Regions from separate parts of the Sus scrofa genome. Here regions 2, 3, 4 and 5 are each linked to region 1. Evidence: chromatin contacts called from public HiChIP or PLAC-seq and promoter capture Hi-C data. All regions are on one chromosome and are shown on one strand. The core of a region is the stretch at or near the end of the contact, and the rest is flanking DNA. Distances in the headings are between cores, read along the strand shown.

Region 1 (5,371 bases), core at 1,685-4,184:
TCCCTAGATATTTGCTTGGCAAATGCCTTCCAGATACATGTGCAAAAGTTTCTGACTAGATCTAGGCTCAGAATTGAATATTCCTGTTTATTGACACTCATACATGACTTTATCACCACAGAGTGTTGGTTTTCCTTACTTCCTGATTTCTTCCCAGTATGTGGAGGAACATTCTCCTAATTGTCCTAATGTCCTAATTGTCCTAATGATTTGTCTAATCCATTCAAATAGTTAAAAGAGTGTCCCTGATGCTAGGCATAAAGGGCTGACAAAACAGATTTTTATTGTTCTATAATGTGTTGAAACAATTAAAGTCATCAAAAAATAGGTCCGTTCAGTCAAAACTGATAGCTTGATAGTACAGTTTGGGAGAAATTTTCAAAAATCTCAGAGGATCCTTGGCTAGAAAACCAGACACTTGAAGCTTCCTGTCATTTGACTTTTCTGATGTTTTGTATCTTTCTGAAACTTATGTACACACATATATTAGAGAATGCAAACTTGTAACTGAATTTTTCCCTTGAAGCCACTTACAGTTTGGCATATCGAATTTCAATTTTTGATTTCATTAGTCACTTAATTTTAAATTTTAATTTCACAGCATTCCCATAAAAGGGATGAGGTTTGTCCTTTCTGCTCTCCTGGCCAAGGTGAAATTTAATTACCATCAGTTCTCCTTATCTGCAGGTTCTGCATCCTTGAATTTAACTAAGGGATAACTGCATTTTCTAGGCCAAATATCCTTTAAAAGGGGAGTCTAAAATACAGATCTTAGGTCTGGATGACTCATTTGATCTAAGTCCTGGCGGGTGAATCAGTAGAGGTAATGGCAAATGAAACAAGGAAGTCACACACCTGTCATCCAAGAATCCTATATGCGCTCTTGACCTGTAGCAATAGTAGAGTCATGCCTTTACTTTACATTCTGGGTCAGCGGGTTGCACTGGAGACATCTCAAAGTAAACATATAGTGTGAAAAAGGGATTCTCTTCTTAAGATGCAGTTTACTTTCAGTACCTCCAGCTCCATTTCCGCAGAAAGCAGAATGATTTCACCTCCTATAGCAATAGAATCTGAAAAAGCAAGGAGGTTTTTTTTTTTTTTGGCCATTTATCAGTCATATGTTACAACAAAATAAGCAAATAACATTTGGAAGTAAACTGCCTCAATTAAAAGTGGAAAAACAAAATACTAGAATGGAATTTTGCTGGAGCGATCCTGATTTTCTCACTTTTTTCTTTTTCTTTTATTTCACATTATTTTGCATTTTCCCAGACGGTATAAGACCATCTCGACCTAGAATGGTAAATTCGATCAATTGGCTGTTCAATATCGCGTGCCTTTTTAAAAAACAAGAGGAGAGCTTGTCAAAAACAAAACAAAACCAACTTCAATGGCTTGAAAAGTTGTACAGTATCAAGAGGCTCTTGGAAATTGGGCTGCTTCACTTTTTTATTCAAGATTTAGATTTCTATCTCCAGTAACTTCGTGGAATGTTTCTCCTATTAATCTTCCCCGTCCCTCTCCAAGAGCCAGTGACAATTCCTTCTTTCCTCCAGTAGCACTCCAAGATTGAATGTATTTTATTTTCTGTGATTGAACTGGGGGTCTGAGGTGACGCGAGATACTTTCTAACCAAATGGCGTTTTAGAAATAGGAACTGGAGAGAACAGTGAACTGGGCGAAGAGCCGCCCGGCAAAGCGGATCTGCGGGCGGGGGACGCGAGCGCCGCGGGCACCTTCAGAGTGCGGCCGGGTGTTCACAGCGCCGGCCGGTGCACGGGGCTCGCTGGGCTGAGTCCCGCGCCTTCCCGGTGGGGCCGCCGCCGCGTTCCGGGGCCGGTGGGCAGAAGGCGGGCGGAGGCCGCCATATTCCCGTTTTACCACGCCCGGGCGGTCGGCCGGCAGCTGCAGGTTGGCGGCGGCCCGGGCTGCGCCTCGGCGACCCGGCCCCGCCCCCCCGCCAGGGACTGCCTTGATCGCTGAGCCCGCGGGCCAGACCCCGGGCGCGGGAGCGGGAGGCGCCCGCAGAGTCCGAGGGGCCCGGTGCAGCCGCCGAGCGGCGCGAGCGAGGCGAGAGCCGCACTGGGAGGCGCGCCGTGTCGGCTGCGAGCCCAGGAAAGCCTTCCAGGAGGGGCCGGGAGGCACCGCCTCCCGCTCCCCTCCTCCCGCGCCCACTCCCTCCCTCCTCCTCCTCTTGCCGCCGCCGCCGCCGCCTCCCTCCCGGATCTGTGCTCTAGTTCAGAGAAGAAGAAAATGTGTGTGTGTGGCGAGGGGGAGGGCGAGCACTGAGCAGCAGCTCCGCGCCTGGCAATCGAGGCCGGGGGTGGGCGTCTGGCGGGGGCGGAGGCGGAGGCGGAGGAGCGCGCGGCGGCCGGGCGGGCCGGCTAGCCGGGTTTGCGCGCGAGCCGGGCGGTGGGCGCGGGCAGGGCCGAGGGCACCCGGGAGCCGTGTCAGGCAGCGGTGAGGAGCAGGCGCGCCAGGCGTGGGGAGCCGTCGGCGGCCGCTCGCTGCGGGGACGCCCCGGTGGATGTGCTCTCGCCGCCGGGCGCACGGCTTAGGGGAGCCTCGGCGGCGGCGGCGGCGGCGCGGGGGGCGAGGCGGGCCGCCCATTCCCGGGGAAGGAGGCGCGGGCGTCTGAGCGAGGCCGGGCGCGGCGGCCTTCCCTAGCGCGCCCCCCGAGCCAGCGCCCGCGGCCGCCTCCCGCGCCCGCCTCGCTCCTCCCGGCAGCCCGAGCCGCACGCTCCCGCCGCACCCCCGGCCCACCTGGTGGCCCCGGCCCTCGCCGCGGACCCCGCGGCGGTTCCCCGAGCTCGTCCAGGACGCGCGCCCGGGCGGCGGGGGCTCGGCGGCCACCGCTGCCTCGGGGGAGCGAGGGCGGGAGGGTGTGTGTGCGCGCTTGTTGAGCAGGGGGTGCCGGCGGGGCTGCAGCGGAGGCACTTTGGAAGAATGACTCTGGAGTCCATCATGGCGTGCTGCCTGAGCGAGGAGGCCAAGGAAGCCCGGAGGATCAACGACGAGATTGAGCGGCAGCTCCGCAGGGACAAGCGGGACGCCCGCCGAGAGCTCAAGTTGCTGCTGCTCGGTGAGTACTGCCTGGGCTGGCCGCCGCGGGCCCTCCCGCCGGGCCTCTGTGCCCCCTGCCCGCCACCCTCAGGCCCCGGGACCGCGGCCCCCGCCCCCGGGCGCCTGCGGCTCGCTCCGGCCCTCCCCGGGCGCGCCCCCGGACACTTCCCGCACTCGCGCGGGCGCGCACACGCCCGCGCGCGCGCGCAGAAGGGTAGGGGCTGCCCTGCCCAGGGCCTTGGCGTGTGCCTTTTGGTATCCCTGAGGGCTGTGCACTCGCGATGCGCGTTTATCTGCGGTGCATCTGCTACCTAGCAGATTGCTTCGGGGAGAGGCACGGTGGTGGGGTGGTGGGCTGAAGGATTGAACTTCCAGTGTCGTGGCCCTGGCGCCCGGTGGGGTGGTGGAGTTGGGGAGCTGTGTGTGTGTGGCCCCAGGGTGACGAGCGGAGCCAGGGCACGTTGTGGGATGGCGTGCAGTGGGGTAGCCTGTTTGCAGCCATTGTCAGTGCTTTGGGGGTCGAGAGGGAATGGTGGAACGGTGGGCACACTCGCGGCTGGATTCTCCAAGGAGTGATGTTGAGGGAGCCCAGTGGTTGGCTCTTCGAAGAAAGGGGCTTATGTATTGGGGCGGGGGGAGGCGGGGAGGCAAGCCCAGATGTGTCACACGAGTGCACCAGACCACCAAAAGGAGGGACCCAGAAGAGTTTCTTTATGGTGACAGGAATGTTTCTCCACCATTCTTTTCAGATAAAGATGAGGGGATATAGGAGATTGTGCGATGTGGTTGTTGACAGCGACGGGTATCTTTTGTTTAATGAGGCAACCCAGATGTAGGCCTGAATTCACAGTAGTTACTACTGAAAGCCAGTACAGCCTCTCAATTACTCCCATGGAAACAAATAGAAACCTTTTGTTTAAAACGGACAGGATTTTAATATCTTTGGAATCTGGGCTAGAAGGAAAACGGGAAGTGAACAGCAAAAATTTCTCTTTAATTTCTAAAAAATAACCCATCATTTTGTCCTAACACTAAGTTAGCAAGAAAATACCATTTCTCGTCTAGGAATTTTATTGATTATTATCTCTGAGAGAATGTTCAGAATCAACGTTCACATACAAATCAGGGCGACATAACTCTGAGCTATTGTGGTAGGAAGAACAAACAGCTTTGCAGTAACAGGCCTGAAAAATGTCTCTACTTGTGTTGTGGATATTTGCGTGTATAATAAATATGTTTCTCAGACATTTCTGGGAGAAAAGAATATTATATTGTCAATTCTGATTTGAGAAGCATGCATTTTCTTTCTTATCTTGAGCATTCCATCTCCTGGTTCAAGGAACCAATTGCCTTTGGGAAGGAACTGCTTATGTACTGGATTATTTACAAGAAGGAACAAAATATAATGATGACAAATAGTTACAAATGGTTAATTCACATGACATGTTTAATGTCTTCATTTTGAAAATGAGATTAGATAAATGTGCACATGTTTTTAAGGAACAGAAGGCAAACCCTGGATAAAAGGGGTGGGCTTTAGGGAATGAAGCCAGGGAAGGGGAAAAACTGCAATTGGAAAAGGAAGGTCTTTTTATTTTTAGTTTTATTCTCATTTTGAGCTACTTCTAATGGCTGAAAAGGTGTAGTTGATTGTTTTCTGTATTCTCAAGAATGAGAAGACAGGGCAAGAGAAATGTATAGAGTTGGTTAAGTGTATGATTAAGGGGAAAAGCATGTGTGACTTTAGAATGGTTTTTCTTTTGCCCTGTTTACTGTCTTTATTTGTTTCTGTTCAGCTGTGAATAGGGCGTTTGAGGTCTCAAGCCTACCCCATTGCTGAAATGTGGGTTCCTAACAGCTATGAGTTAGAGCTCAGGGGTTTGTCTGAGAGCCTAGGTTTGAATAGGAGGAGGGCTTTGGGGGAAATACCCATAGATGGATGCTTACTTACATATATACTGTGTATTTAAGTGACATATTGTGCTTTAAGTATTGAACTTGGAGATAATTTTATGAGGAAAAAATTAAAATAGTTTTACTCTTGAAGTAGTAGTGTGAAGAACTCCCCCCCATTAGATCTTTTGAGTAGGATTTAATACAGCCCCACCTCAGCTCCCTAATATGGCCTAGTAGAAGTGGTTAAAAAAAAAGGACATCCATCTAGCACCTACATTTATTAGTAGCATTTAAAAAGCATACAGCTTTCTGTTATTTACAAGAAATAAATAATATACGTGTTCATGTCTAGGTATGTTGCTTTTGTAACATAACTACTGCAGAACCTACACTATTTACATTGTCAGAG
Region 2 (5,371 bases), core at 836-3,335, 200 kb after region 1:
CTTCCACATGTCGTGGATGGGGCCAAAAAAAGAGTCTGAGCAGTCTTGCCAGGGTGGTCTGATAGCTTTTGCTTCTGTGGTTTTTATCATTTATTGCTGGGTATAAATCTGTTACTGTTTGCTTTATTGTTTGATAATCGTTTTATTTTGCAATAAGTTCTTTTGGCCACAACAAGCTTTTTAATTTTTGGCTCCACCCAAGGCATGTGGAAGTTCCTGGCCCAGGGATCAAACTTGCGCCATAAAACCGACCGAGCTGCTGCAGTAATAATGCCAGATCCTTAACCCACTGCACCACAAAGGAACTCCCTTTTTTAAAATAAGTTTGCTTTTTTTTAAGCCCAGAAAATGCATATTTAACAAAAAAATTAATACTGAATTTTCATTTCTCAAGAAGATGGTAATTTATAATTTGTACAAAAGTGTTTGTTGATACTCAGCATTCACCATTGTAGCCGAAGTGATATCAACCACACAAAATATGAAAAACACAGATCTGCTGTAAGAGTATCAGTGCCTCCTTAAAAAGTTAGCTGTTATATTCAGAAGATAGTGCCCAAACATGATGTTTTAGCATGGACAGCTGCAGAAAATGCATGTTCATATTACTCTGTGAAGCATGACTTTTTGTTTAGATCAAGTGACTTCATTCCAAATTAATTTAGTTCATTTTTTTTTATTCCAAGTTATCTATGCAGGGTGCACAAAAAATGAAGCAATAGCTATTAATCTGTTAATTTCCCTAGCAGAAAGAAATCTTCACAAACAACTGCTTGTTTGCTTTTACCCTTCTTTTAACTCATGGAATCAAGGTGAAGCTTTTGATAGTTCATTCTGAATGCAGTGCTTGATGGTACATAGTGTCGTGGCAAAACATTTATTAAATTAAGAATCCTATGGAGTGGAAATGAACTTGGAATTAGTTATGACTCACATGTAAGTCATAATTGTGTTCACACAAGCTGTGATAATCTGCCAGTCTTGAGTTTTGTCTCCTAAAAGTACCTGTGAAAGAATATTATGAACTGATAAATGAGATCGTTCCTTTGAAAATATTTGAACTGAAATATTTACATATTTACATTTGAAAAAATAATAGAGTTAAGAATACCTTCCATTTATCAGAATAATTTTGGGCTTACCAAGTATTTCAACCCCTAAAAGAGAGAATATTTTTCAGTTAAAAATATTAAAGTTTATAGAGAAGGACCCAGTTGATAATGTTAGAATTTGAAATTTGTTAACCTGAAGTGGTAAGTGCAATTTTGAGGAATATTATAGACAAATTTATGAAATAATTAAATATATAATATATCCATATTGAAAAAGAATATAGTCTTCTGAAAAATGTCAAGGATATGATATTAGAAACACACATTGCTAAGAATATAACTAAAATCATGAATGTATCAAGAAAAATTCTTATTTTTTTGTTTATGTGAAAGTAATAGCCCTTTTCATACTCAAGTGTCATGTATAGACTAGAAACTATATTCTACCCTCACTAGAAAATTACCAGTTTTTAGGAGTTCCCATTGTGGCTCAGTGGGTTACGAAACTGACTAGTATACATGAGGACTTATGTTCGATCCCCAGCCTCACTCACTGGGTTAAGGATCCGGTGTTGCCATGAACTGTGGTGTACGTCACAGATGCAGCTCAGATCCCATGTTTCTGTGGCTGTGGCTGTGGCATAGGCCGGCGGCTACAGCTCCAGTTCAACACCTAGCCTGGGAACTTCCATATGCCTTGGGTGCGGCTCTAAAAAGCAAAAAAAGAAAAAAAATTACCAGTTGCTCAACATGTGTCCAAATAATTATTTGTAGTGTTCCTTAAAATTCGAGTCCTTCCTCACAGTGACAAATTAAGTAGTTTGCTGTTTACTCTCCCAAAATGCCATGGGTTCTCTTATTTACCATACTTTCTTCCTGCTCAGATTCTAGATGTTACATTACTCTTCTTCATACTGCTGTTGATTCTTTTTACATTCTTACCACTGGAACAGTTTCTTGCCTAAAGAGGTATATAAACAAGTGTTCTAGGAAGTTTCTTTTCTTCTGCAAAGTTCTGTAGCTGTGAGCCTTTCACTTTCAGTTCTCTTGAACACAATTTCTAAAGCTGCAGTGGTCAGGTTTCACATTGAATGTCCTAGAAAGACCCTGAGATTCCTCAGTACATCTGGGCCTCGCTTCATTAAGGAGCTTGTTGTTTTAGGGTTTCTTTCTTTCTTCCTTTCTTTCTTTTTTTCTTTATTTGAATGTCGACCAAGCTGAGCAAGGGACCCTTCTTGATCTGTTTTTCCTATTGTCAAACAAAATAAAATTCCAAACCAGCAGCAGCACACTCCCCTGTCTAATATGATTGTAGGAGCCCAGACAAAATGGCTAAAGTGATTATGTTTTTCCTAAGACGTAATATCAGGAAATGAACCGCATGCAAAATGTGAACTCAAAAATGAGGATGATTTGAATCTATAAAGCAGGCATTAGCCTATTATGCCAGCGTGTGGGACAATCAGTGAGTTAGTTGTTTTGCTTGTGTAAAATCAGTCCCCACTTGGTAGTTGGGAGTCTCAGTCTCTAGTCAGTGCTTTTCAAAGTGTGATTCAGGAGAACACGAGTCGCATTAACTGATCTAAATGCTACCGTGGTCAGACATGTTTGGGAAATACAGTAATGTTGCCACCCTTACCCTTTGCTCATGGATTCCTAACACTATTATCTTATTAAAGGTTCAGAGTTCTGCAGCTCAGAATCATTCTCTATAGTTATCTCTTTGGCTCTAAAACCCACTTCTCAAAGAAACAGCCATTTAAATCCCAAGTAATTAATGGTCCTCAAATATTCTTTGAAAGCAGCCATATTAGTACCTGATTCTTTTGAATCTTAATAATTATGTATGTCTTTAAAAGAATCTTCTTTTCTAATTTCCTTATTACTGTGACCTCGAATAAACTCTTTGAAAACAAATGGTTTTGGAGTTCCCTTCGTGGCACAGTGGAAACAAATCCGACTAGGAACCATGAGGTTGTGGGTTTGATCCCTGGGCTCACTCATTGGGTTAAGGATCCAGTGTTGCTGTGAGCTGTGGTGTAGGTTGCAGATGCGGCTTGTATCTGGCATTTCTGTGACTGTGGTATAGGCTGGCAGCTATAGCTTCAATTAAACCCCTAGCCTGTGAACCTCCGTTTGCCACGGGTGTGGCCCTAAAAAGACAAAAAAGAAAGAAAGAAAGAAAGAAAAGAAATGGTTTTTTTGGCATTCACAATATGTATGTGTACCTATATGCGTATATATATTTATATGTATACGTATATACGTGTATACACACACATACACCCATAATATATTACCATCAAGATCATGAAGATAATGAGTAGCATTTCAAAGAGTATACACTTTAGTTCATCCCAAGATTGTGTAGACCTGAGGGCAAGATTCTTCATAATGGAACCATGTAATTACGTCAGTCAACAGACTCTGGAACTGCTTGGTGTGTGTTATACAGTGATGCATCAAGCTCTGACCTGCAGTGTCATTAATATGATAATTATGACATGGCCTCCAGACATGAAAAAGGAAAATAATAAGCAAAAGAACTAAATAGAAGAATATTTGCGTGAAAATTATAGTGGTAGAGCCAAGAAAGAGATGGAGTTTTTAAAAGAAAAAGAACATTTTAAATAATAAATAAGAAGTATTTTCTACATTGAAGAAGGCATCCGCTGTGTGTTAGAATAAGCAAATATAGCTTATACTGAAGCAAAAGCAAAAAAAGAAATGAGTTTCCAGCAAATGTTTTTGGGAAAGGAATTGTGCCTTATAGTCATTGATTACCTTGGTGAGTGCCGTGATAGAGATTAAAAGTAAAACTCTAACCATAGGAAGGCAAATTTAATAGTAATAACAAATCAATTTGTGAAGTCTTAAAGTAGAATAATATGTGATAGTTTAATTTTCTTATCTAGTATTTTGCTATCTGGAACATTTTATTTTATCAGTATCTAGTGTCTTGTTTGACACATGGCAGAAAAGTTTTGTTTTGAATTGTTTGTCTTTTTAGGGCCACACCTGTGGCATATGGATATTCCCAGGCTAGGAATCGAATTGGAGCTATAGCTGCCAGCCTACACCACAGCTACAGCAACACAGAATCTGAGCCATGTCTGCGACCTACACTACAGCTCACAGCAACGACAGATCCTTAACCCACTGAGCAAGAGGGATCAAACCATGTCCTCATGGATTTTAGTCATGATAGAAGCTCCCGAAAAGTATTTGTTGAAATAATTAATATTCATTAATGGTACTTTTCACATACCAGAAGATTTCATAATAATTATTATTTCATATAATTAGGTATTTTTTACTAACAACCCTTATAAGTTTCCTGACAGCCCTAGAAGGAATCCTTTCTCTTGTTTCATAAATGAGGTAGCTGTGGTTCAGGAAAGTTGAGAGACTAGCCTACAGACACAGGGCTGGCATGTGTCAGTTATAATTGAAGCCTGGTTTGATTTCAAGCAGTTGTTCCCAGTCTTCCTCTTTGCTACTTTGGTTCTCGGCAATACTCAGTAAGAGAGATTCAGTATAGTCAACCCTCTGTATCAGCAGATTCAACCAATGAAGAGAGACAGTATTCCAGTGGGGAGGGGGGATTCCACAAAGTTCCAAAAAATCAAAACTTAAATTTGCTATACCCCGGCTTCTATTTACAAGGCATTTACATTGCATTAGGTATTGTAAATAATCTAGAGATGATTTAAAGTATATGGGAGGGAGTTCCTGTTGTGGCTCAGTGGTAACAAGCCCAACTAGCATTCATGAGGATGCAGGTTTGATCCCTGGTCTCAGTCAGTGGGTTAAGGATCCAGCATTGATGTGAGCTGCTGTGTAGGTCACAGATGTGGCTTGGATGCGGAGTTGCTGTGGCATAGGCCAGCAGCTGCGGCTCCGATTCGACCCTTAGCCTGGGAACTTCCATATGCTGCATGTGTGACCTTAAATAAATAAATAAATAAATAAATAAAGTATATGGGAGGATGTGTGTAGGTTATATGCAAATACTATGACATTTTATAGAAGGGACTTAAGCATCTGCGAACACCTGGCTGTTTCTCCTTGTGATACCAGGGTGAAGAGGGACATGGGTGCTTAGCAAAGGAGAATTAGAAGTTCTCTAGAACTGAAAGATTCCACACCTAGGATTCATAATCTTCATCAGGGGCTGAAAAGGCTGTGTCATGTAGTAATTTGTGGTTTTGCTGAGCCATGAGTTCAGTCGTAAGTGTGGAGAGGCTCTTCTGTGGGAATGGATCACTTGCTACGTGAGCCCAGCCAGCAGCGGCCCAGTGTGACTTTGCTCTTTGTTA
Region 3 (5,371 bases), core at 1,340-3,839, 180 kb after region 1:
GTTACATACACCTGTGAAAGCCTAAGAAAAGGCAACATCTCTGTTTTTCCATTAAAATTTTGATTGTCTGCAAGGCATTGATCACTTCAGGAGCTGCAGAGAGGAGGAAAGAAAAAGTAGACTCCATTCTCAGGGCACAGGTAGGTGTTCTGTGAGACTAACCTGGGTGGAGATGCACATTTGCAGTGGGAACAGACAGATGGGGTGACTGCCTGGGAATGGGGAGGGGCAGGAAAGGCTTCAGAGAAAAGAAGGTGTTTGAGTTGAGCAATGGAGGGCACGTAGGAGTTTTGAAAACTGGGCTGAGGGCATGCAAGGCAAAGAAACCCTGAAGAGGGAAAGCGTGGCAGTATGAATGGGCTTGCCAGGCTTGGGGAACTGAGAGGGGTCCCCTTGGTTATGATTAATGGCAAGGAGTGGGAGCTGAGAGAACCAGCAAGTTCCTGGGGTTGACATAGGAAATTCTTTGTCCTGTAGAAATTGGGGAGCCAGGATGGGCGGTGGAGGATATGGAATAGGTGAGTTACGTGATGGGGCTTGTGCTCATGGGAAATGATCTGGTAGCCGTGTGGAGGATGGATTTCAGAGAGCTCCCCAAATGCAGGAAGAGTACAGAAGCTGTTGCTGCAGTCCACGTAGGAGAGAATGAGGTCCAGATCCAAGGCAGTGGCGGGGTGTGGGGCTGGAGTTGGGGAAACAGCTTGAGAGGTGGGGAAGCAGTAGATTGAGTCCAGGAGGCAGAGAGGAGCCAAGATTGTCCATAGTTCCTGGCTGAGGTGACTAGGTAAGAGAGAGTGCCATAAACTGACAGATGAGCAAGAGGAAGATCACCTTTAGGAGGCTGGGAAACCTGTCGAGAGGTGGTTGAGGGACATGTTGGGTAGAAGGTGACTACGGACATGGGAGGGGAGCTGCCTAGCAGACATTTGGAAGTGCTGGCTGGAAAGGTAAGGGGCTACTGGCATTCTGGTAGAAGGGAATGTAGTATCAGCAAATCACAGACAAACCCAGTTTGAGACAGAGCAGCCCGTATTATCAAATACTGAAAAGAAGACAAGGGAAAAACTGAAAAGGGCCCCTTGAACTTGATCATCTTGGCCAGTGCTGTGAGTTATAACAGACTGGTGCTAAAGGGCAGAAGACAGGTGGAGAAGCCAATAGAGGTAACGATTTTAATTCAGTTTTGGGGAAGAAACAGAAAGAACCAGAAGATAAGTGAAGAAGGGGAGTCATGGTTAAACCAAGTTTCGAATTTTCAACACCACATGGCTACTCATTGAACTCCCCACCCCAGTGAGGAGGCTTTGCCTGTAGCTTAGAAATTGCAGTATACTATGAAGCATCTACAGCTTCTTGTAAAGGACTAGTCATTATTTCTAAATAATTACATTTTTAAAATGGTTTTAAGATGCTTGTTTTGAGAATCATTTCTTAATTCAGCCATCCCTGCAATGAGATATTATGTTCCTTTCTAGAAAGCCCCTGGGAGGCATCCGTCATCCTCTTCCACAGTTAAATAAGTGATGTCCTTTGCTGTCGACTCGAGTCAGGGGGGTGCTGTCCTGTGACTCATGAATTCTCATTCATAGCGTGTTGAGCAATGCACTTAGTACGAGTGCCTAATAAAGCTTGCCGAGGATGTTGTCACCGAACTCAGATTTTCCTCAATGGGGCTGGATTCTGGTCACCACACATTCCTCATGCCACGCTCTGAGGCACTTCTCAATGAGACATTTGTCCTTTTTTCCCTTTATCATGTCTAAAATGGTATATTCTCTAACGTATTGAGTTTTGCTGCCGAATATTTATCTCTAGTCCTAAGTTGGATTTTCGGTGTTATTGGAGTTCTTTCATCTTTCTTTTTCCCCAAAAAAACCCCTCAGAAGGTCTTCTGTGCCTGGTGCCCCTCTAGACTGCCTTAAAGGGAACTAGAAGCCCTTCCTAGAGCATCTTATGATGCAGACGTTGGCTCTGACAAGAGACCAGTGCCACATCCCTCAGAAGGGCAGAGGCTCTCTCAGTTCCTTGTTCCTACCACACTAATTAATTGTCTTCTCAGAAGGCAATGAGACCAATTGTTCCAGTGTCGCCTTGGCCAAACCGACTCTGGGATAAAAGTATCGAACTGACAGCTCTCCTGTAGTTGGCCAGGAATCTGTATCCCAGCAGCCTGTTGGAGGAATCCAGCCAGTTCAGGGTTTGATTTGCTGCCCCAGAGATGCCAGCAGTGGAGTTACTTAAGAGAGTTGCACCCTAAGACTCTAGTGAAAAGACTTGAAGGTATGTGACCATGGTTGGAATTTAGACCCATGAAAGGGTGTGATTTGCTTGGGAAATGGACATTGTCCTATTTAAAGTGGGCCTGTAGTCCTTGGCACATCATCGAACTCAAAATCTTTCTTCTTGGATCTACTTGGAACTTAAATGAGGAGGAGGAACGTGATGTTAATATTTGAAAAAGCTCTGTGAAAGCTGGACACGTTGAAGAAAGAAATAGGATTAGATTTTTGGCAGTGGCTTTACAATGGCCCTAAGGAGACCGGCACAGGAAGGGCCGTTATTACTGCTCCATCTGGAGACAGTAAAGCAAAAAAGCACTTAACCTGATTTGAATAAGGCTCCACATGGCTAGTATCAAGTCCAGGACATCCAGCGAGTGTATGTTTCCTAACATGTAAAATGATACAGGCTTTCAGGGCCAGAAGCTGACATGTTGCAGCCCTTTACCCAGGTCAGGCTGCTGCTAGTACAGGGAGTGCCTTTGTGCAAATGAAAACAGGCACCTGCTTACAATAAGATGCTTCTTCCTGGCTGAAGGGGGCACACAGCTGGGTGGGCAGAATACTGGAAGGACGTCAGGCCCCAGGTTCATCCCACCACACACACCCCTTTTGCGCAAGGCTCAACATACACAGCCTGCTGTGGAGGGCTGAGACAGGCATCTGTCTTGACAGAGGACTAGTGCTCATGTATGTGCAACCAATTGAATAAAATCTTTTATCTCCCCACTCATTTTTTTCCCAACCTAAAAACACAAAAGTTCATCCCTTAAAGAATTGTGAGTGCCCCACCTTCCCAGTATTCTCAAGGAACTCCATTCTTTGAGCCATTTTTCTGTCTGTGCACATACACCACCCGCCCTTCCTCTCTGATTCTGCTGCAGCAAATGGGAAGGCAGCAACTTACCCACAGGACGAGGTCTTGGAAGCTGTCGTTTCCTCTTCCATCCCCTCCAGGCCATTCCCAGCATGTTTTTCATGGCACTGGCAACAGGAAGGCACATTGAATAGCAGCGCTGAAAAGGCACTTTGTTGTTTATGTTATTACTGTGGGTTTGTCTCTGCCTAATAATTAGCACTTCCGGATTTTTGAACTTATTTGCCAAAATATTTGCAGGGCTTTCGTGAACAAATAAGGGATGTTTCTAGACATAAATGACCACTGCCTTGCAGACTGAGCGAACTCCTGGCCCTCAGAGTTTGGGAAAAAGGGTGGATTTGCTCAGGGAAAGATCAGCCTAGTAAGGGAAAAACTTCCTTAGTCATTAGCTGGTGTTGGTGGTGTCTGAACAACTGCCTTCAGGCAGGTTGAAGTAGCCCAGCATTCCTTGCAGTCCAGGACAGGTCATTGCCAAAGACTGGTGCGTCTATGGGTTTTGGTGACCAAAGCCTGGTCTGAATTCCATCAAAGTTCATGGGCTCAGTTTCCTCCTCTGTGACACAATAATACTGTTTGCCTAGTCTAGCTCACAAAGTTGGGATTGAAGAAAATGTGGAAAATAATGTATATACAAGTGCTTTACTAATTCTGAAGCACTCGAACCACGTTATTTCTATTAGGCTGTAAGGATACTATTGTCCACAGGAGGATTAACCAAGGAGAGAGAGCCTTTGTCCCTGTATTTAGGCTAAAAGGGACATGTACTTTATCCCTGCTGCATATGTATAGGAGAGACAGTAAGAAGATAAACAGTCCAGCCACCTCCCCGCCCCCCACCCCTGCAAATGTGGCATTTTTTCATTCTTTTTCTTAGCTGTCAACATGGTTTTAGTAATATTCTGTCAGTCAACAGAGTGACAATACATTTGTGAGCCACGTTTCCCTGTAGAGCTCCTGATATGTGATCCTCTTTAGGTCTTTGAGCACATTGTGGCTGTGCCTCATTTCCTAAAGGATGGTCCACGTGGATGTGATGCTCACAGAGAGCACCAGCCTCCTTTTCTGCCTCTGCCCATCTATAGGCTTGCTTAGCCATGCCTCTCTTTAAGCTGCTCTAACATGGTTCCCATTCAAGGCAAGCAGCTCTTTCTTTAGTGGATGATGATGTTCTGTTAGGATCTTTCTGTCCACACTAGCCTAGGCCCTTCAGATCCTTGGTCTCCATGTACTAGTCCCTCCAAAGAACCACTCTTTCTAGCAAGGTAACTTCCCGTGCCCATTGCTGTCCATCCATCCCTCATTGTTTACACCTTGTAAAAGTTTGCAGGAAGGATACCAGCTTCTTTCAGTGTTTCTGGGTAGGAGGGGATTGTTTCTGACTATAAAGAGCTGGCTAGGAGCCTGAGAGGGAAGGATTGCAGAGGGTGGATACAAGCTGTACAATTATGTGGTGAACTGGAAGTTTTTCCCTTGAGTAACTTTAGGGGTTCATGTGAGGACGTAACTCCTGCTCAGATGAAACCGCTTTTTAAAATAATGTCCGCAAAGGAATTGGGTAAGTTTTCCAATGTTTTCTGTGTGTATTTACCAAATTAATCTACATCTCTTCTTGATGCCAGATGGATTGTAAGGAATTTCCATGATTCCATCTCAAGTATATAATGAAATTACCCATTGAAGGAATCTACTACCAGAGAATTATGTTTAAAAGGAAGGCCCAGCCCCACTTTAGCTTCTACAGTCGCTTCTGACATTTGCCACTGACATTACAAGGAGCAAACATTTGCGAAGACATTAACAGGAGAAGTGAAATGCCATATGATTTTAGATTTTCTGACAAAAAGTGGAACTAAGAATTAATGTAAAAATGGATTGCTTTAAAATCTTTAGTTCTTTGAGTTATGACCCCAACGAGTCACAGCCTTGAAATGCTTGCTAAAAACTAATCTGATGCTGGAGGGATCTCACTTAATCCTTTGCTTTCCTGATGAGGTAGGTAGAAGAGTTTTTAAAAAGATTACTAATTTTATTTTATAGATTAAAATAGGCAGATTCAGAGTTGTTACATGACTTGCCTAAGGGCACATGCAGAGCAGGTGGCATATTGAGATTCAGATTCTCATCTTCGGGTTTTAATTTCTTCCTACAATTTCTGATTTTCAGAGTATGGGTATCCATCCTACACTAAACAACTGAAGCTTAGAATCTTCCA
Region 4 (5,371 bases), core at 1,448-3,947, 170 kb before region 1:
CAAAACCAGCTAGGAGCTTCTGCAATAGTAATATGTAACAAGGACGAAGAAACAAAGCTAAGAGGCTGAAGTCTATAAGTTAGACCCACTGGCTGCAAGAGATGAAGAAGGTCCAGTGAAGGAACTGTGAAGATAATGGGCTCTGCAATAAATTTCTCTTATATTCAGTGTAAAATATTAGGCAAAATTAAGTACACTATAGCAGCCTTGACTTTAAGGTCCCTTCCAGCTGTAATTTCTTCTGATTTCTAAGCTATTACTCTGGTTAAGTAAAGGACCATCAGAGGTACAGAACAGTTCCTACACCTGAATGAGATGCAGAGAATAACCTGACTTCTCTTCACTAGAGATGAGCTGAACTGTCCTTGCAAAGAAACAACAGATGGTGTGAACCCCAGATCCTAGAAAAGGGCCAGGCACATGATAAGTATTCAGGTTTTAAAAAATAAATCAACAAGGGAATTCCATTGTGGTGCAGTAGGTAAGGTATCTGGTTTTGTCACTGCAGGGGACCAGGTCACTGCTTCGGCACTGGTTCAATCCCTCGCACAGACTTGATCCCTAGCCCAGAAACTTCCACATGCCGCAGGCATGGTAAATTGATTGACTGATAGATAGACAGATAGATAGATAGATAGGGTAAACAAATAATCATTTCCTCTCCTAGATCTTCACATCCTTCCTCTTCTGGCTACTTTCAGCTTATAAATACAATCAAGTGTGTCCACTTAAAAAATATCTTTCAGACCTATGTTTGTTTTGGATCTTCTCTGTGTGTAACCTAAATCTCTCCCATGCCTTCATATACCTGTCTTCCCCAAGGCCCAAATCCGCACCTTGGGCCCAGACCTGTCTATCAGGCCCCTCTAAAGCATAGAAGATGAAGTAAGATCCTCTTCCCAACTCCAATCCCTCCCTACAGTGTTCTGCATCTTACACGATGCTGCTGCTGTTTACTGTCCTCCAAGCTTGCTGCCCTCTTTCTAACTGGTCATCAGGCCCCATTGCTTCTGTCTCTTTGATCTATGAAATCCAGTCCAAACTTATTATACCTCAATCTAGACTCTTAGATTACAATTCACTCAGCACCCAATCAACTGCCTTCCACATGAGGGTCAGAGTGAGCTTCTGAACCAACAAGTCCATCTCATTGTTCTTTAGTGTTTTCCATAGCTTTCAGGATAAATATCCAACCTTTTGACAGGACAAACAAGACCCTTTTCTGTTCGGTCCCAAGAGGTTTCCAGTATCAACTCTCACTTCTTTCTCAACCCCTGAGTTCCAATCCTGTAACTTTGTTTTGTCATATTTTCTTATATTTCTTAAACTCTGACAAACTGCTGCCTCCTGCCATCCCAGGAGCATCAACACATCCTTAGAATGGAGGACACTTCAAGAGGCCTATCCTGAACTTCCCCTTCTCTGTAGCACAAAAGCCCACTTCTTCCAGAGAAGTACTGTGCTTGTGTTTACTTGCTGCCCAGGAGAAGAGCAGACCCCCTAGGGCAGAAGCCTTGCCTCCAGAAGTGCTTAGTTCGGAATGAACTCATTCAAGTGCCACAATACTTTACATACATGACCTGCTTAATTCTAAGAACCCATGGAAAGAGTGGTTCTTAAAGCCATTTTACAAGTGTGGGGATTGTACTTCAAAAGCAACCTGCCCAGGCCACATAGAGTGTAAGCCCTGTAATTCAAACCCTAGGCTGCCCTCACACCTGTGTTCCCACTATATGATACGATTAAAATAATTTTTTTTTTCTGAGTCCCATCTTAATCAAAAGGATACGATGCCAGGATATATCAATTTCCTAACTGATTTGTTCTGTACCAGGCAAAGTCATGTAATAGGCCAGGTAGAATCTGGCCAATGCTTAACGATGCCCATACCAGGCCAAGTCATCAATAAATCAGGTAACATGCAGAACAATTAACGGAGCTCTAAATTGTGCTAAGTGTTCTACAAGCATTTATAGAGTGGGTCCTGTTAACCCCATGTTATAGATGAGAACACTGAGATCTAGAAGTCATATGGCACTCGGCCAGGGTCATCCAGGTGGTTGGAGACTTAGGCCCCACGCCTCGACTACTGTAAACACACCTGGGCACTGGGCACCGCGCGGACAACAACCAGGGCCCCTGGAAGCGGGAACTACAAACCTGTCTCGCCAAGCCATGGCTGGAAGAAGCTCTTGATACAGACCAGAGGCAGATCTTTATTATTCTTGAGGGTGCTCAGAAGCGGCGCCCAATCCGCCAAGCGGAGGCGGTCTGCGTTGAAGTCCAGTACGCCCTCCCGCAGAGAGGCGCGCACGGCGGGAACCGGCACCGAGTCCTGCAAAGCGCATAGGTACTCGTAGTGCGAGAAAAAGTCGGCGGCGCTGTCGCGACGAAGCTTCACCGAGTCGATCATGGCCCGAGCGCGGCCTGAAAGGTCGCCAGCGGCGGACACGCCGCCTGCCGTGGACCGGGGTCGCCACCCGGCCCTTGGGTGCCACCGCCCGGCGGCTGCTGCCCCTCAGCATGCGCAGCAGCAGCCAGAAGACGCAGGGCCCCGGGACCCAGCTAGGCCGACCCTTCTCTGCTGCGCTCCCGCGCCTCTTCCCGCCCGGCAACACTGGCCGTTAGCACCCTCCCCTAAGCACTCAGCCGAGGCGCGGTTCAAGCCAGCGGGCGGGTGCCCGCGAGGGCGGTCCTCGAAGACGTCAGCGCGCTCGCCGTACGTCAGCACGCAGACCCGGCCTCCCGTGGGGATGGGGCCTGAGGTGGAAGGCGGGAGCTTTGAGTCGTCAGCTTCGACGTGAGGGCGGTGCAAAAAGTAGGATTTGGGGGGATTTGGGTTTTACGAAAAGCGTTTACTGACTGGTTCGAATAAAAGTGGGGTATGGATATAGCCACGAATTTAAAGAGTTGTCTAGGATTCCCGTCGTGGTTCAGCGGGTTAAGAACACGACTTAGTATCCATGAGGATGTAGGTTGGGTCCCTGGCCTCGCCCACTGGGTTAAGGATTCCGCCTTTGCAGTGAGCTGTGGCGTAGATCGCAGAGGCAGCTGGATCTGGAGACTTGCTGTGGCTGTGGTGTAGGCGGCATCTGCAGCTCTAATTCCATCCCTAGTCTGGGAATTTCGAAATGCCGCAGGTGCAGTCTTAAAAGGAAAAAAAAAGTAATCTAAACCCCTAATGAATGTCTGTGCTTGCACCCCCCCAGGAGAGAGTACACTTCATAAGGGATACATGAACGACGAGCGAAAGTCATCTGGAGTCCATTAAGTCGTTCACGTCTGTGTTAATTTCTGCAAAGCACTTTAAACTGCTGTATTTCTCCTTACCTCACACAATTGTTGCCAAATGGTAGAGTGTTCCATACATTCAAGACATTATCGTGACTAGTAATAATCACTTGATGGTGTTTTTGACCTGATGATGATGCCTAACTACTACTTTCTGTCTCCCACTGTTTCAGTGTGATATCATTCAATTTTTCTAACAACTTCACAGAGAACTTACTGTTGAATGTCCACTGTACAAAAGAGAAAATGAGGCACAGGAAGTGGAAGAACTCAGACAGCTGGTGTTTAATTTAACAAGGAGGCCTTTAGATTGAGATGGCTGTAATGCTGTTGCAGCCTATGTAAGCCAAGGAAAATCTAAGCTTGTAAATGCCTCAGGGTTACAAAATTGAATGCTAAAGACAGCCAGTCACAAACCAAAAGTAGGCTTTAAGCTATAGCAAATCAGTAAAATTTCCTTGCTTTACTTCTGCCCTTTTTAAATAAAAAGTTCTATGCAGGTCCTGTGGGTGGAGCACTCCTAACCACTTCCAGTTTGGTGCTGCCCTGAAATGAATCTGTTTTGCTTAAATAAACTCTTAACATTTTAAATATACCTCTCTTTATTTTTAATGTTGGCCTTAAGACTTGGATACACTTCCTAGAACAATGGTAGTCCTCAGGTCAGTTATGTTTACAGCATTCCTCCTCTACCTACTGCAGTTCTGGATACTCCCACCCCACTACCAGGGCACACACATGCTACACTACACTAAAATTTCCTAGATGTGGTCAGGAATGACTTTTACAAGCAACAGGCTCAAATTATAATATAGCGAACACTCCTCTATCCTCCAACCAGCTTGTGAAATGAAACATTACCTTTCCTGTTGAAGAACCCAGGGTAACCACTTTCCCCATCACAACCACTCCCCAGCTGACCCTGGGTAACCATTCTTCAGAACTTAGTATTCATCACTGCAATGTATGTCTTTATATTTATGCTACATTTGTAAGTATTCCTAAACAGCATGTAACATTCTACTATGTGTTCTTTTGCTACTTGCTTTACTTAGTGTTTTCTTGGCTAGGTTCATCCATGCTGACATGTAAAGATCTGTCTAGTTCACGTACTTTCCTTGCTATATAGGAGTGCCATGTAGGAAAACAAAATGATTTGTGTGTTTTCCTGTTGATAGAAATTTAAATTGTTTCCAATTTTCAGGGGGTTTTTTTGGTTTTTTTGTAGTTGTTGGTTTTTTTGTTTGTTTGTTTGTTTGTTTTTTTGGTCTTTTTAGGGCCGCACCCATTGCATGTAGAAGTTCCCAAGTTAGGGGTCTAATCAGAGCTGCAGTAGCAAGGCAGGATCTGAGCCTCGTCTGTGACCTAGAGCATGGCTCATGACAAGGCTAGATCCTTCACCACTAAGCAGGATCAGGGACCAGGGATCAAACCCACATCCTCATGGATATTAGTCAGGTTCATTACCACTGAGCCACCACAGGAACTCCAGTATGATTTCTTTTTTAAAAATGTATATGCACTTTTAAAGGTTACTTTCCATTTACAGTTATTACAAAATATTGGCTGTATTTCCTATGTTGTACAGTGCATTCCTAAGCCTATCTTATACCCAGTAGTTTGTATTTCCCACTCCCCCACTCCTATATTGCCCCTCCTCCCCTTCTTACTGGTAACTACTAGTTTATTCTCTGCATCACTAAGTCTGCTTCTTTTTTTGTTACATCTACTAGTTTGTGGTATTTTTTTAGATTTTAAATATAGGTAATATCGTACAGTATTTGTCTTTAACTTATTTCACTTAGCATAATGCCCTCCAAATCCATCCATGTTGCTGCAAATGGCAAAATTTCATTATTTTTTTATGGCTGAGTGTTATTCCATTGTATTTATATATCACATTTTCTTTATCCATTCATCTGTTGGTGGATACTTAGGATGCTTCTGTATTTTGGCACTTGTAAATAGTACTGCTATGAACATTGAGTTACATCTGTCTTTTTGAATTAGTGTTTTTGTTTTGGATATATACCAGGAGTGGAACTGCTGGGTCATATGGTAGTCCTAATTTGTTGTTTTT
Region 5 (5,371 bases), core at 1,006-3,505, 150 kb after region 1:
AAAAAAAAAAAAAAAAAAAAATTACAGTGGCAAAGAAAAGGGCACGGCAGAGGGGACTGTGCTGTTTGCAGGGCAGTTTAAGCCCATTTTCTCCTGCCCTTACCTCAGTGAAAGTATGTCATGCCTGTTGGATTAAGTAGAAAATGGGATCATGATGGATTCATGTGAAAATTTTTAATTAAACAATACTTTCGTTGTATCACACTGCTCCTCAGATAATAAGCTTCATTTGGGGAGGATAAACATTTATTACCCACCTGTTTCTTCCCATTTGGTAGAATCCCCTGCCTTGAAAAAAATAGTACAGCAGTCTCTCCACAAATGTACAGAGTTCGTGCTTAAAAATATATTAACGTGTCAGCTATCCATTCGGCTCCCGTTAAACTTGAATACATTTCAAGGTCCCTTGAAAAGAACAGATGGGCTTTTACCTGCTCTCATGGTCCTGTCTGATGTTGAAGGAGCTCTGAGACCACTGCATTTGGTATTCATGATGCTTAAACAAGTCTCATGAAAAGTCTCTACTAATAATACCCTCTTAATGACAGTCTCTGCGAAATGGAGTAGGGCATATAAACCAACTATATGAGAGTACAGACTCTTTGAATAGCTATCACAGTGTTCTTTGCAGAGAGTTGGTCAGAAACGTCAAGACAAACGTCAGAAGCATTATTCGATAGAGAAAAGTGTTACAGGGTCATTACCGCTACCCATTCATTCATGGGACTTTCTCATCATTCTTGGGAATGTCAGTATTGAAAATGGTTTGGTCATACGCTTCCAAGTAGGGTTTTGTTGGTTTTTTTTTTTTTTTTGGCTAGTATATTGAAAATAAATTAAGTTGAAAGGATTTATGGCACTTAATTTATAGTGTAATAGATGTGAAGATCTATTTTAATTGATTTTTCCTTAGTTACTCTGTGTGTAGAAATTTGGCCTTTTAAGGCTATATTTTGTGGTTAAGAGGTAATGAAAGTCAAGTGGAGGGTATTGCTTGAGGGTTGTCTAGCTCAACTTCTGCAGCTCTCTGCCGTTTTTTAATTGCTTTCACAGAGACTGGCCTGGAAGCCAGCTCACTGATTTATTACTGGATGACCTGGGGCAAGTCCCACTTTTTTCTTTTGTAGAGTAGGGATACTCATAACACTTACCTTATAGGGTTATTGGGAGGCTTGAAAGAGATAAGGATCAAGTGAGAATTAATGTCCAAAGCTTAGCCTGGCACCTAGTAAGCAGATCCCTGAAAACAATGGGTTTAGGGCAGTCCTGTCCAGGAGCTGTGTTTGCTTAGCCTCATTTTAGAGTTAAAACAGCAGCAACAACAACTGTAAGAGGTACCTTGCATTGAGAAGGGCACTGAGTGCTCGCACATTATCTTATTTGCTCTTCACAATCTCTATGAAACAAAGGCTTGTGGCTGTTCTGTAGGGTAGGTTGGCTAACTAATTTGACTAAACTCACCCAGTTCACCCTGTGGTTGGTGCTTAACATGTAACCCAGGCCTTTCTGAAGAGCCCTCTTCCTTAGTCAGTAGGTCACACTGCTGCCCCCGTTCTGGGTTCACCAGGGAGGAGACCAGACTCTGCCACCTGTGCCTATACTCACGTGGCCCTGCTCTCTGGTGTCCCCTGTCCGTTCTCTTTGACTGTTTTTAAAAGTCTGCAGTTATATACTATGTGTTTATAGGAAGGAGTATATAGAAGGTATACTTGTTTTTTAGTTTTAGGTATGATATAAAGTGGCTTTTAAAAATATGAAATAGGAAGTTCACGTTGTGGCTCAGAGGTAACAAGCCCGACTTGTATCCATGAAGATGTGGGTTTGATCCCTGGCCTCGCTGTGTGGGTTAATGATCTGGCGTTGCTGTGAGCTGTGGTGAAGGTCGAAGATGCGGCTCGGATCTGGTGTTGCTGTGTTGTGGTGTAGACCTGTGGCTACAGCTTCAATTTGACCCCTAGCCTGGGAACGTCCATATGCAGCTGACAAAAAAAAAAAAAAAAAAAAAAGATGAAATAACCCTGGTGGTATTGCAGGTATGGGTGGAATGTGGGTACCTGGATTTAGGGGAACTCTGCTCCCTATTACTCACTTCACTGTGTATAGATTTCTCTCTTCATCTTTTCCCCCTTTTCAGCCAAATCCTCCTCCCCTCTCCCCCTGAAAATAACAGTGGTGAGTTAAGTCAGTCAGTCTCCATGTGCGATGGACAGAGGTGGGAAGGTTGGGGTTAAAGTTCTTAGTTTATTTGGCTTCCCTGATGTTGAGTCACTCTCGCTTTGAGAGGTTCCTGTCCTCTGCATGATTGAAGTGTAAAGTGGTGCCTTCGGCTTGTGGCTTCTGTATTCTCCTTCTAATTACCAGGAAAAGGGTGACCACTTTATGAGTGCAGCCTCTGAGGCTCTTAATGGGCATGAACATTGCCTCTGATCAATGAAAGTGGACATCTTCCACGGTGTTTCCCCATTCCCAACAGCTCCATGGAGATATCATTTGCAGGAAGCAAATCCATAAAGTAATCAGCAGAAGAGCAGATGAACCCGTCTGAGGTGAACACTCAGGCTCTCAGACTCACAGCTTGTCAGCCTGACTGTGGCTCCTACCGTCTTTGGGGATAGTTAGCACAGCTGATTGTTGTGAGCCTCATGAAAAGTTAAATTGTATTTGTGGTGACTATTCTGACAGCAAAGATATGGGCTAATGTAACCTCTTGCCCTTTGACTGAAGGGATTCATATAGGCTGTGTAGAGGATTTAATTTCTGACACAAGTGGAAATAGTTCTAGATGTAGAGTAACCATTTTTTTTTTTTTTTTTAATTCGAGGAGTGTTAGTTATCTGAACAGTGATGAAATCATCTCTTATTTCCCTCCTTGGCCTAACATGAGAATTTGGTTGTCAGTAATCTCAGTCAGTCAAATAAATCACACTGGACATTAAACTTTAGATGGATTGCTTTGCCCAGCCACCCCGTATATAGTTAGAAACAGAACTTTCCAAAGTCCAGGGGGCTCTGAGGCCCAGGGGGAAAGCCTCCCGCCTCAAAGGCTGCCTCCAGCCTTGAACTGATCTGCTACTTTCTTTTGAGGCTCCTAGCAATGTCTTTTATTTGCAGATTCCCAAACTAGTGGGTTAAGATGGAATAGATTGAGGTCAAGCGGGCAGTAGGAGGAGGTGGGAGGAAGAGCATGTTGGAATCTGGGTCACTGTCCCAAGAGTTCATGGCTAGGCTAGAAATAGGTAGAAAGTTCCAGAGAAGATAAGTGAGACTCTAAAGACAGAGGCATTTTACCTTATTTATACATTTACCTAAGGCACGTCTGAGTCTAATACCCTGTGGAAGAGTGCTTAAGAAGAGGAAATGATGGAAGGCTTTAGACGAATTGTCTGAACTACTCCATGATGAAATCTGAACACAAATGCAAGAGATGCTTTCTGTCCTTAATTTGTTAGGTGCCCAGGGACAGAGCTGCCTTTGGATGGTTTGCATCCTCTTGCCTCCTGGGCCCAGAAGCAGAGCTTGTGGCTGCCTTCCGTTGTCTTCCTTCAGACATCTTTTCTTCTTCCCCACCTTCCTCCTCTTGGCCCTTCCTTCCTACCCCTTCCTTCATTCTTCTCAGGAAATGCCACTGAAATGAAAAAACCTGCCCACAAACTCCTAGATGCATTGTTTGTCGTAAGAGAAAAGCAACCTAGTGATTTGATTTCTACATATGCTTTCACTTGGGGGGAAATTTTCAACTCCTGAGAGCACTGCAAATAAATGAGCAGTAAACAGGCATCTCTGCCATTAGCCCTGTTAGAGAATACATAAGCATTTACTTCCCTTGGGGGCAAAGTCAAGCCTCAAAAAGGATAATAGATATAATAAGGTTTATTTCATATTTGTACCTAGTCATGAGTAGGCATCAGCTATTACACTTTTGCATGTGAAAACAGATAAAGACATTTCATTGTGAGGGCAAACGTCTGCTCACCACTGTTGCTGCCATTCCTTTTCTGTTCTTCAACCAACTTGAGCTAAGTGGGGTGTTTGAATATTGTAACATCCCCAAGATTAGACCCCCAATGGAGGAATACAAAACCACATTCAGTTGTACTTTCCAGTGTGTTCTTCCTTCCAGCAAGGCATGTTTGCTTACTGTTCCCTCCCTTCAGTGCCTTTGTGGGAGCAGGCTCATGACCTGGAATATCCTCTCACTCTCCTCTAAGCCTGATCTTCCTTCTACTAGATTCCATCTTGGATATTTTCTGTTCTCCTTTTGCATAGGTCCTTACCGCTGGGAGAGTGTGCTTGTCAGTTTGCACAACCCCTGGATATACTGTATTGCTTTCTGTGTGTACGTGGTCCATGCATGATACCACACCCATGTATGTTGTGTACTCTCCTTGGTACTACACAGAGGCTGAGAGGCTGTAAAAGCACAGGACCAGGCGTCAGAACCTATGAGTCTGTCTGTGTTCCATCTTGAATGTGTCTCCTTTTCACTGAGCATCAGTGTCCCCATCTGTGAAATGGGTCAAGTTTCTGGTCAAGAACTCAGTTTGCTAAAATGAGTTAAAATGCACTTTGTAATCTATACCTCATGTGACATAGACATATTGTAGTGTAAATTTACCAGAGTTGAAACAGTTTCTTGACACAATAGAGCTGTTTCATATATACATTTGGCAGATGGCAAATTCACCTTATACTTAGTGACCCCCTGAAGCTAAGCCTTGGCTTCCGTTGCCTCAGGGGAATTAAATCCACTGCTGAAATGCTATAAAAACAAAAGAAATTTTTTTTTTTTTGGCTTTTAGGCTTTTCAATAATTTAGATCCTGGTAGTTTAAGGGCAATTTTGACAGTGGTTTTTAGCAATTTTCACAGGTAATTTGACCATATGTAATTTTTACTTTAAGTACAGACTTTATAACTAAACCATAGTGTGTTTGCATATTTCACATAGTTCTCATTACTTACCTCGGTGAGTGAATGCTCAAGAAGTACTGAATAATACAATATAACATAGCAGGAAGTTACAAGACTTTGATAAAGAAGTAATGGCATTTGTCTTTCAGGAAATTTTGGATACTCATGCTTCCTAATATTTGATTTGGAGGAGCTATTAAAACTCATTTTGTTTTTGCCCTGCAGTAAAGTAAAACTTTAGGTTCCGCATACATGAGCTAGTAGTAATTTAGGGCATAGCAGTGTTTTTGTCCATACTTTCATTCTCCACTCTCCCTTGCCTGTACTGTAGCCATTTGTGTAAACACACACACAACCTGGAGAAAATCTAACTTTGCTCCATTAATTAGAAAATCTCAAGTTGTCCTTCAGGAGTATTTTTTCTCTTATGGCAACTGGTCTCTGATATTCAAGAACTCTGC

Evidence for each region. Promoter capture Hi-C pulls out the DNA fragments that hold promoters and counts their contacts. HiChIP or PLAC-seq counts read pairs in DNA pulled down with a chosen protein or histone mark.
Region 2: an H3K27ac HiChIP or PLAC-seq map of alveolar macrophages shows a contact between it and region 1. The contact joins the enhancer-like site here to the promoter of GNAQ in region 1. A contact is called at or near these places in 1 of 5 promoter capture datasets (liver), 5 of 47 Hi-C or Micro-C datasets (brain, embryonic fibroblasts, fibroblasts and 2 more) and 2 of 2 datasets of contacts at active chromatin or transcription factors (alveolar macrophages and skeletal muscle).
Region 3: a contact with region 1 is called in an H3K27ac HiChIP or PLAC-seq map of skeletal muscle. The contact joins the enhancer-like site here to the promoter of GNAQ in region 1. A contact is called at or near these places in 1 of 5 promoter capture datasets (fetal liver), 6 of 47 Hi-C or Micro-C datasets (adipose tissue, brain, retroperitoneal adipose tissue and 2 more) and 2 of 2 datasets of contacts at active chromatin or transcription factors (alveolar macrophages and skeletal muscle).
Region 4: a contact with region 1 is called in a promoter capture Hi-C map of fetal liver, with 2.6 times the contacts expected there. The contact joins the promoter of CEP78 here to the promoter of GNAQ in region 1. A contact is called at or near these places in 1 of 5 promoter capture datasets (fetal liver), 2 of 47 Hi-C or Micro-C datasets (heart right ventricle and liver) and 1 of 2 datasets of contacts at active chromatin or transcription factors (alveolar macrophages).
Region 5: a promoter capture Hi-C map of liver shows a contact between it and region 1, with 4 times the contacts expected there. The contact joins the enhancer-like site here to the promoter of GNAQ in region 1. A contact is called at or near these places in 2 of 5 promoter capture datasets (fetal liver and liver), 5 of 47 Hi-C or Micro-C datasets (alveolar macrophages, embryonic fibroblasts, liver and 1 more) and 1 of 2 datasets of contacts at active chromatin or transcription factors (alveolar macrophages).

Annotation. Positions count from the first base shown.
Region 1 is chr1:230,904,551-230,909,921 of Sscrofa11.1, reverse strand. GNAQ (G protein subunit alpha q) reads left to right here and starts at 2,934. Exons shown (of 7, transcript NM_001038623.1): 1 at 2,934-3,085. The coding sequence starts at 2,950.
Region 2 is chr1:230,700,870-230,706,240 of Sscrofa11.1, reverse strand. All of the region lies in intron 2 of GNAQ (G protein subunit alpha q), which reads left to right. Among named protein-coding and RNA genes, the nearest start is that of GNA14, 160 kb to the right of the region's middle. Within about 2 kb of position 2,085, at least 17 of the 83 cell types and tissues checked have an H3K27ac peak or open chromatin away from gene starts, as enhancers often do. A contact at or near this core is called in alveolar macrophages, liver and skeletal muscle, where this site is marked.
Region 3 is chr1:230,723,574-230,728,944 of Sscrofa11.1, reverse strand. All of the region lies in intron 2 of GNAQ (G protein subunit alpha q), which reads left to right. Among named protein-coding and RNA genes, the nearest start is that of GNAQ, 180 kb to the left of the region's middle. Within about 2 kb of position 2,589, at least 20 of the 83 cell types and tissues checked have an H3K27ac peak or open chromatin away from gene starts, as enhancers often do. A contact at or near this core is called in adipose tissue, alveolar macrophages, retroperitoneal adipose tissue and 2 more, where this site is marked.
Region 4 is chr1:231,078,483-231,083,853 of Sscrofa11.1, reverse strand. It overlaps CEP78 (centrosomal protein of 78 kDa), which reads right to left and starts at 2,697. Exons shown (of 15, transcript XM_005660172.3): 1 at 2,161-2,697. The coding sequence starts at 2,413. LOC102161253 (a long non-coding RNA gene) reads left to right here and starts at 2,752. Exons shown (of 3, transcript XR_301335.3): 1 at 2,752-2,818.
Region 5 is chr1:230,749,380-230,754,750 of Sscrofa11.1, reverse strand. The region is part of intron 2 of GNAQ (G protein subunit alpha q); the gene reads left to right. Among named protein-coding and RNA genes, the nearest start is that of GNAQ, 150 kb to the left of the region's middle. Within about 2 kb of position 2,255, at least 7 of the 83 cell types and tissues checked have an H3K27ac peak or open chromatin away from gene starts, as enhancers often do. A contact at or near this core is called in fetal liver and liver, where this site is marked.